2 separate regions of the Mus musculus genome follow, and region 2 is linked to region 1. A link is a contact called in public HiChIP or PLAC-seq data. All regions are on one chromosome and are shown on one strand. Each heading gives the region's core, a stretch centred on a gene start, on an enhancer-like site or on the middle of the called end of the contact. The rest is flanking DNA. Distances are from core to core; before and after follow the strand shown.

Region 1 (4,933 bases), core at 758-3,257:
CCCAGCACTCGGGGAGGCAGAGGTAGGTGGATTTCTGAGTTCGAGGCCAGCCTGGTCTACAGAGTGAGTTCCAGGACAGCCAGGGCTACACAGAGAAACCCTGTCTTGAAAAAACCAAACCAAACCAAACCAAAACAAACAAAAAAAAAAAACCCAACAACAACAAAAAACAGAAAGAAAGAAAGAAAGAAAGAAAGAAAGAAAGAAAGAAAGGAAGAAAGAAAGGGAGAAAGGAAGAAAGGAAGAAAGAAAGGGAGAAAGGAAGAAAGGAAGAAAGGAAGGAAGGAAGAAAGGAAGGAAGAAAGATCAAGTGAGAGGCTTGCAACACAGCTCAGCAAGTACACTCTTGCTGCCATGCCTAGAGCCCACATGATGGGAAGAGAAAATAAACTCCCGACAGTTGTCCTCTGACCAACAAATGTGCACAGGGCCGTATGCATGCTTGCCCCCGTACACACAAATAAGTAAATTAAATGTAAATAAATGTTTATTTAAAGGTATATCAGATAATGGAGAGGAGAAGGTGATTGGGGGGAACAGCCAAAAACATGGATACAGAAGAAGGCATTCATTTTAACAGGGTTGCGGAAGATGCATAATTCCGTTCCTATTTTTCTGCCTCTTTAAATAGAAATTTTTAGCAATAGAGAAAATCAGGGAGAGAAATATGAAAAGTGAGCCCTCAGAAACCGTAACATGTTCCCTTTTTCCTTTATTCCTCTGATATTATTTTGTGTTATCTCTCTGTTACTATAACAAAATGATCAAGAGAACCAACTTATAGAGAGAAAAGGTTTATGTGGGCTCAGTCTTTGGAGTTCCAGTTTGTGATGATGAATTGGCCCCATTGCTCTGGGCCTGGGGTAGGCAACGCATCAAAGCAGAAAGTGCATGCTCACTTAGTTAGAAAAAGACAAAGGGGGCGGAGCTCCAACCTATAGCATATTTTATAGAAAAATCCCCGTGATTTCGTGATCCCATCCACAAATATTTCAGAATATATTTATAAAAGTTGGATTCATTTGCATTTTTGACAGAAATTTTCATCTGAGGAGAGACATAACGTATACTTGTGTAAAGCTTTAAAAAGAAAGAGAAGGTAGGGGAAAGGTGGGAAATCCAAAGTTTTAAAAAGAAAGAACGGTCCATCTGAAACAGAATCGAAGGAAAAGGCAAAAGAAGGGAGGCCTTATGGAGGCTGTGACTGGGAGCTTTGGGCTTGTGGCTCCATGTGCCTGCTTGTTTGACTGGAGGACAAAGGCTCCTGATGTCCGCTGAGCCCCTAGAAGTTGCCCTTCTCAGACTTTGGGAAACCGGGGAGGGTCTCTGATTTCACTCCCTCCCAAAGCGGGAGGCCGGCGGCTGCTGCAGCATCCTTTATTAGATTCCCCTTTTATGCAGCGTCTGACCAGAGCTGACTTTCACTGCTGTGACCACTCAGCTTCCACTACCACCATCCCTGCGCCGCGGCCAACTGCCCAGCCATGAGTAAGATGAATGATCTCCTGCCCAGTAGAGCAAAGCTGGTGGACCCAGTCACGTGGGGCGAGCCCTACAGTCACCGAGGCGGGCGTGGCTGCGGCTTCAGGCTTTCTTCTGATTTCACTGAGTATCTCTCGGTTTCCTCGTCTGTACGTGAGAAATAATAAACTGAGCCCAAACAGAGCTGTGGTGAGGCGCCGTGAGGTCAAGTGCAGAAAGTGCTCTGTAAGCAGAAACCGTTTACAAATGAAAGGTCTTCTTTTCTCCCTGGGATTCCGTTCTGCCTCCCTCAGCATTTGCCCTGAGAAGCGTGTAGGGGCACAGTGGCGACTCTTGGATCTGTGTTTGCGTGCCCCGTCACGGCTTCTTCTAGCTTAGTGTCTACCTTGGAGATTCTGTGTAAAACTACGATTTGTCAAAAAGCCAAAGCGACTCTTGTCTCTAGAACCGAGTTCTGCACGTGGTTCCTTGGCTGCCGGGATAACTAGACAGATGCATGTTGACCAGGGTGCACATATCCCTCTGATGATGTCATGGAGGAAGTGGCCTGACTCATCCACACATCACCCTGCTTAAGAGGCCTGAGGGATAAGATAAATCCGTCAAGATGAGCCTCACCAAGGCTCGGCTGTCCACCTGGGAGGTCGCCATGGTGTCCTGGTGCCTGAGTCATGAGTAGCTTGAACTTTCTCATTACTCCACAGCCCGACACCCACAGAACACTGCTCCCTGTTCAGTACCCTTAGGCTACCCTGGAGAGGGCAATGAGGCACGCAAGACAGCACTTGGCTGTGAGTAAGCTTGCTCTGGAGGACGCTCATCTAATTGAGTGTACTAGGAGGACATCAGCTCGTGGTATTACTATTACACAACAGGAGCAGAAGTGGAGGAAGGGATGACGTCACCATTATTATTGTTATCCACTTATCAGATGATTATTAATTATACCTCAGTGAAAGGCTTGCACTCTTTCTTTATGAGCATGAGCTCATCGGCCTGTAAAATGCCCAGAGGAGGTCAGGAACCAGCAGACAGCAATTTGCTCATGAGCAAGCTGACTTGAGGCTCAGGAAGGCCGCCATCTTTCTTTCTTTGTCTGGCCACTGGCTACTGCTCTTTTTAGGTCAGAAGGCAATACACACCGTGTATAGTGGACAGATAAGACTCCCACCTTGCTACTAGCTGGAGTTCACACCTCTTCCTTGGGTTCATGGAGAGAGAGAGAGAGAGCGAGGGAGAGAGAGAGAGAAGGAAGAAAGAAAAAAAGGAAGAAAGAGAAGAGAAACAGTTTATTACCAGGCCCTGTGATGTAGCCAGCTCACCCTGCAGATCGATACACCCAGGAAGGGAATTTCATAGGAGTCCAAGGAGCAGCAGTGAGTAGATGAATTTTATCTCCCTAATTTATTTTTTATTACATCTGTGTGTGTTCGAGGTGTATGTGCGTTGTACACGTCCATGTGTGTGCTCCTGTGCATACATGCGTGCAGCGGTCAGAGTTCAGAGTTGGTATTCGTTCCTAGCCACTTTGTTTTCTGAGACAGGCTCTCTCACCAGAGCTCACCAATTCAACTGAGCCGGCCCGCCTAGCAGCAAGCCCCGGGGCTCTCGACAGGTCTCCCTCTCCAGGCTGCTCTGATGACAGGCGCACGCCCGCTGCCACACTGGCACGCTGGCCTTTTGCCTGGATGCTCATCTGCTGAGGACCAGCCCAGGTCCCCATGCAGGGTTTCATGGCAAGGGTTGCACCAACTGAGTCATCTCCCCAAACCCGGGATGTGGCTTTTAATGGTGTCTCAGGCAGTTGATAGTTGGTGTTTCTGACTGGCGGGAGACTGTGGAGAGAGGTTTGGGAAAATACAACATTATTTTGTTGCCAAGGTCAGAGAGCAAGACCAGAGTTTAGCACGGGCTGAAACAGGAAGGGAGAACAAGGTGACCAAAGGCTTGGCTGCTGCCGGGGTGTGGGGTGTCACAAATTGTCAGACCACCATGGAGGACAGATGGGAAGTAAGAGATGATGGGTTGGTGACAGATAGCACCACCCCCAAACTGAGGCTGCATAGGTTTGTATACCTACTGCCTTGTGTTTGTTTAAACCTAAATACAAGAACCCAGGTATGTATACCTACTGCCTTGTGTTTGTTTAAACCTAAATACAAGAACGCAGGTATGTATACCTACTGCCTTGTGTTTGAACCTAAATACAAGAACCCTGTATATAAAGATCTTCCTGTTGGGACCCTGAAGATGGACTCGGTGGGAGAGGGCACTGGACTCTGTGCTCATCTTCCTGATGTGGCCACATTGGATTCGTCTCTCTTTGGTGAGTTTTCACCATTGCTTGTCTTTTTAATTAGTCTTTTGAGCACAGTGTCCAGGACTGGCTTGTTAGGACTGCCAGGCCCGGGGCTCAGACTCTAAAAGCTCAATGGTGAACAAGATGGACCATCCCATAGTGGCAGACCAGCCTATGAGGTTAATAAAAGACTGACGGAACCGGGCGTGGTGGTACACACCTTTAATCCCAGCACTCAGGAGGCAGAAGCAGGAAGATCTCTGAGTTCCAGGACAGCCATGGCTACACAGAGAAACCCTGTCTCGTAAAACAAAAAACAGCGAAAACAAAAACAAAACAAAACAAAAAAACTGACGGGGATGGAAAAGAAGAAAAGCAGAAACCTGAGTCAGGCAGTAAGTGTCTTATCTCAAGAGAAATCAGAGTTCCTTAGCCGAAAGGGCTGCTGGATAAAAGGCTCCAGAGAGGTGTAGACAGGAAAGGCCCCAGTTAGTTGTCCGGTGCTGGCAAGTCATTGGGTGAAAGTCCTGGCCCTTTGTTCTATCCAGGTCTGGGCTTTGCTGTAGGAAGTTAGGTGGCCTTTGCTGTAGGAAGTTAGGGCTTACCCACCCACTTCCACACGCCTTACGCAGTGAGGCTGTAGCAATCTAATCTTGGAGAGACAAAGCCGGGTCTCCTCAGCTCCGGAGCTGATAAGCACCAGGTTAAAGCCCGGCGCCACTCAGGACAATGATTAGCACGCTCAGGAATCCAACCAGCACTGTGGCCAAAAGGGACAAGGACAAACTCATTTTCCCCCCACCTCCAAATCCATTGTGAGCAGCCCGAAACACCTCTTGTTGGAATTTAACCCAGTGAAATCAGCATTATCTCCATTCATGTCTTTAGGGATTCAACTAGACCACAGCAGCACATGACCAGCTTGACCTCCACCTAAATACTGATAGCAAGCTCCAGGCCATTCACTGCCAAGTCTGTAGAGGCAAGACTCAGCAAAAGGCACAGTGATGTGCTTATACTGGTTCTGAGAGGCTCGAACCGCCCCTCCCCCCAATTGTGTGATTCAACATAGAAATGGCTGAGCTTTAAAGAAAAAGAAATTGCTTATGGAAACTACTAACTTCTCTAATCAATGGCATGTGCGCATTAACA
Region 2 (4,933 bases), core at 1,403-3,902, 79 kb before region 1:
ATGTGCTTTCTGTGACAAACATTATTTTCCATCTCGTGTCTTCTAGATGCATTAAAAACACCCCAACTTTTGGATCATCCCCCTTAGCTATTTGGTACCCTGGATTGGGAATTTTCACTAGCTTCATTAGGTAAATTGTTCTGTAAGATGGAAAAAGTCATTATACACTAAAATATACTTATTTCTGTGCTTGATGCTGTGAGTTGTCTATCTCTGTTATTCCCTTCCCTCGGTGTAAAATTGTCAGGGCTGATCTGCTAGTGTCGTTATGATGTCATCACGCCAAGGTTCTTTAAAAACATTGCTGAGATGCCATCAGATAGTTATAGTTTTCCTCTGACATTTTGTAAACTCTGTGATTAATGTGTAGAGAGTGTTTGTCATTTGATGACTAAAAATATCCACCAGAGGAATTTTCCTGGGATTGAATCACTACATACGGCAAACAATTCAAGTGGATCTAGGCTACTTGGCAGAGGAGACAGCCTGTGAGTGAAAAAGATCAGCTAATGAACTGAAGTTGCAAATCAAACAGAGGCTGCATGCCACTCTGCCTGGATCTTGGTGACTTTTTGCAAGGGACAAACATTAAAAAAATCAAGTGGATCATGCTTACGAAGGCCCCCAGAGGCTCTCGATGAAAGACGAATGTCGAGGTGTTTAGGCAAGGTGGTGGGGTGGGTTCTCCTCTTCCAAAAGATCACTCTAGCTGTCGATGGAAGGTAACTCGAAGGAAACAAATTACGTGGGTAAGACATTGTGGGCATTTGCACAAAGCAGAGGGAAAAAATAGAAGAGAAAAACACGCAGACAAACTGATGGACTATCGAGATGGACATTGGGTAGCAGGTAAGAGGGAGTCACTGGCGAATACATCTGCTTTGAGCATAGCTTTGGGGTAGTTTCAGTCACTGAATTGGTGATCATAAACAGAAAGAAGGAAGTAATCCACTGCCAGATGTGTCTACACGTGACACTGTGGAATCTGAGTCTGGAGTCAGTGAATGTGGTCTTGACAGCCTAATTGGATTGAAATCCACTCAGAAGATTAACAAAGCACACTTCTGACTGTGCTTACAAGGCTATCTCCAAAGATGACTGACATATTGAAACAGTGGGAAAAGGAGTGGACTTGTTTTGTACGTGAGCAGCCCCGCCCACCAAGATGGGGACCCAGATGGAACATAATTGAAAGAAGGAGTCTGCATGCTTCCTAACAGCCATGGGTTAAACATCTCTGCTCCACCAGGCTCCCATACCACGATGTTCTGTTTCACACAGCCCAAATCAACAAAGCCAGCCAACCGTGTAGAGAAACCTTTGAAACGGTGAGCCAAAATAAACAGTTGCTCACTTAAATTACTTTTCTCAGGAATTTTGTGACCACAATGTGGATTGAAAACCCGACTAAAGCAGGGCAAGTTAAGAGCAAGGATACAACAATTCATAAGCGTGGCAGTGAATTGCTACAGTCCATTGACGCACAAGCGATTGTTTGTATTATTGGACTCTTCACCATAGTAAAAAATACAGGAAATAAATTAACTTAAAATGAGGCTGGAGAGAGAGCCCAGTGGTTAAGAGAACTGACTGCTCTTGCAGATGATCGAGTTGGATTCCCAGCACCCTCGTGGTGGCTCACAACCACCTGTAACTCCAGTTCCAGGAGATCTGATGCCCCTTTCTGACCTTGGTGAGCATCAGACCCTACTGGATGCGACCAGCATAGTAAACCATGGTGGAGATCTATGGAAAATGAAGCTTTTCACTTTCTGGCTGCAGAAAGCAAAGAGAGAGGAGAAAGGATTCAAGATCCTACTATCCCTGTGAAGAGCACGACTCCAAGAACCTAAGTCACCCCCACTACGACTCCACCACCTCCCAATACTACTACACACTAGCATACATACCTTTAATACATGGGCTATTGTGTTCCACTCAGGTCTAAACTACAGCATTGCTCCTGTGAGAAACTAGTAGGAAGAGACTGAGAAGCCATCCAGTGGACCTGAGAAGATGCAGAATAGCATCTGAAACCCATTGTTCAAGTGCTCTGCACAGAGCCTTGGGGTGGACAGAGTGGGGTGGGCTGGGCAATTAGTGAGATGACCCACAAGGTACGGGATGGTGAAGTGTTCTGCAAATAGCGGCATCTGATTCCTCTGTTGGTTTTACACATGATGAAGCCGGTTCAGAGCAGTCCCAGGTGCTTCTCAGGACAAAGGAGGCATCGTCAGGATTTGAACTCAGGTCTCACAAGCCCAGTCGTCTGCTCCTGCTTTAGACCTCCCTGTCTGGGACAAAGGTAAGTAGAGTTGGACAAAAAAATGGCCAGGGCAAAGTTCTGTCTCTCTTTTACTTTATTTTATGTTTAGGCATTTTCAAGACAGTGTCTCACAGAGTAACTCTAGCTGTCCTGGAACTCACTCTGTAGACCAGGCTGGCCTCAAACTGACAGGGATACACCTGCCCCTGCTTTCCAAGTGCTGGGACTAAAGGTGTGAGCTACTATGGCCAGCTTCTTCTCTTTTAATTCTAAGACACAAAAAGATAAAATCTTGTATGTTTTCTGCCTTTGTAAAGGAATCACTCCCTTCCTGTCATAGCGTTCAGCTGTTCAGAGAACAAATGTTCAGGATGATGGAGTGAGGTCAAAGGACAAAGAAGGTGACAGCAGGTAGGGGAGGGGCTGACCCAGAGGTGGAAACATCACACAAGCCTCAAATATTTCTTTAAAAGCCAAGTCAAGAGAACAAGAATGCATAAATTAGTCTATGGGTCTAAATAATGGTAAAGAGAAACCACGTGGAAGACTTCAGCCTTGTCTACATTTTTTTTGGAGGCGTGTCTTCGGAAAGATGGGTGGGGCTTGCCTGAGCCACCTAAGGAGATAGGAATAAGCTCAAGGCAGCGATGTTTGTGAGGATGGTTCGAAAACAATATATTCTTTAAATTGTGAGTTCCCTGTCTCTACAGCATTTCAAGTGGGGACTGGACGATAACTTGGCAAAAGTGCTACAGTATGAACCAAAGTCATAATTCCCATAATTCCCCTGGAGCAGCTTTCCCCAGTTTGTAGTAAGACTTCCAGGGATGGGCGGTAGGTAGCCTGGTGAAGCGGGTGGTTTACATGCGCAAGAGCTGTAGGTTATGATGGGATGAGAAACAAGTCTAGTATGCTTTGGAGGGAAACAGAATATATACACCATTATCGCTGTGACCTAATTACGACCTATTATGATGTCCAATTCGTTATGAATGTGACCAACGTTGAAGAATCTTTGACATTTTCTCAAAGCTTACGTACTAAAAATAAAACTACCACGTGCTACAGAGACAAAATTTGGAGCTGTGACGAAAGGATGGACCATCTAGTGATTGCCATATGCAGGGATCCATCCCATAATCAGCTTCCAAATGCTGACACCATTGCATACACTAGCAAGATTTTGCTGAAAGGACCCAGATATAGCTCTCTCTTGTGAGACTATGCCGGGGCCTAGCAAACACAGAAGTGGATGATCACAGTCAGCTATTGGATGGGTCACACGGCCCCTTATGGAGGAGCTAGAGAAATTACCCAAGGAGCTAAAGGGAACTGCAACCCTATAGGTGGAACAACAATATGAACTAACCAGTACCCGGGAGCTCTTGTCTTTAGCTGCATATGTATCAAAAGATGGCCTAGTTGGTCATCACTGCAAAGAGAGGCCCATTGGACTTGCAAACTTTTTATGCCCCAGTACAGGGGAACACCAGGGCCAAAAAGGGGCAGTGGGTGGGTAGGGGATTGGGGGGTGGGGGTGGGTATGGGGGACCTTTGGGATAGCATTAAAAATGTAAACGAGAAAAATACCTAATTAAAAAAAATTAAAAAAAAAACTACCACGTGGTATTTTGTTTCCTTTGTTTTGATGAGACAGGCTTTGTGTGTATGCCATGCTGGCCTCAGATTCACGGCCATCCTCCTGCCTCCACTTCCTCGGTGTGCTGGTTCTTAAGGCTTTTGGGGTTTGTTTTGTAGGTAGGGTTGCAAGGAAGCTTCATGATCAAAAAAGGCAAGGAAGCTCTTTATTTCTCAAGTCTTTTCAGAGGCAGTGTGCACTTTTGGGGCCCCTGTGAGCTCCGAGGGCCACAACTGGTGTGGGGGAGGTGGGGTGGAGAGGGGAATGCACCCAGCACTAGCAGTTGGTGTGCATGTGTCCTGCCTCTTTAGCAGAAACACGGCATGGAGATTCTCTGAATTGCCACATGTAAAGTGGAGTAGCCAGCTGTGCCTCATTAAAGTACTTAGAGTCCCATCTTTTCCTAGTTTCAGGAGTTGCATGTCTGTGATTCCCAAGAACAAAAGGCATGTTTTTGTCTCTGTGTATATTTAAGCAACTATCCAGCTTTTGTCATTCCCAAATATCTAAACATCATTTCTTTTTGTTTTGTTTTGTTTTGTTTTTTGTTTTGTTATTTTCGAGACAGGGTTTCTCTGTGTAGCCCTGGCTATCCTGGAACTCACTTTGTAGACCAGGCTGGTCTCGAACTCAGAAATATGCCTGCCTCTGCCTCCCGAGTGCTGGGATTAAAGGCGTGCACCACCACCCAGCTAAACATCATTTCTGAGGTACCCCTCACACACATACTTTAGCTATCGGGCCCATCCTCTTTGCAAACTCATTTACCAATGAAATTCTTTTCATGAAAAAACAAAAACGTGTTCGTATCTTCACCACAATCACAGTAGCAGAAAAACAGGGACGGGAGTGTGGAACAGCAAGATTAACGTTAGCAAGAAGCCAGTTTGCAGAGGAAGACTGCAAACTTTCCTGCCTGGACTTCATCTAACAACCAGAGCATGAGCAAGAAAAACCTGTGCGATATGAATAGGAGAAGGCCAGGCCTTTCAGCCCAGCAAAATCCAGAGACAGGGCAGGCAGGTCAC

What was found. HiChIP or PLAC-seq counts read pairs in DNA pulled down with a chosen protein or histone mark.
Region 2: a contact with region 1 is called in an H3K27ac HiChIP or PLAC-seq map of trophoblast stem cells, with 2.5 times the contacts expected there. The contact joins two enhancer-like sites. A contact is called at or near these places in 6 of 484 Hi-C or Micro-C datasets (the HPC-7 cell line, embryonic fibroblasts, embryonic stem cells and 2 more) and 5 of 115 datasets of contacts at active chromatin or transcription factors (embryonic stem cells, extraembryonic endoderm stem cells and trophoblast stem cells).

The regions. Positions count from the first base shown.
Region 1 is chr14:76,276,340-76,281,272 of GRCm38.p6, reverse strand. No RefSeq gene overlaps it. Among named protein-coding and RNA genes, the nearest start is that of 2900040C04Rik, 27 kb to the right of the region's middle. Within about 2 kb of position 2,007, at least 36 of the 459 cell types and tissues checked have an H3K27ac peak or open chromatin away from gene starts, as enhancers often do. A contact at or near this core is called in trophoblast stem cells, where this site is marked.
Region 2 is chr14:76,355,675-76,360,607 of GRCm38.p6, reverse strand. No RefSeq gene overlaps it. Among named protein-coding and RNA genes, the nearest start is that of Gm41215, 16 kb to the left of the region's middle. Within about 2 kb of position 2,652, at least 6 of the 459 cell types and tissues checked have an H3K27ac peak or open chromatin away from gene starts, as enhancers often do. A contact at or near this core is called in trophoblast stem cells, where this site is marked.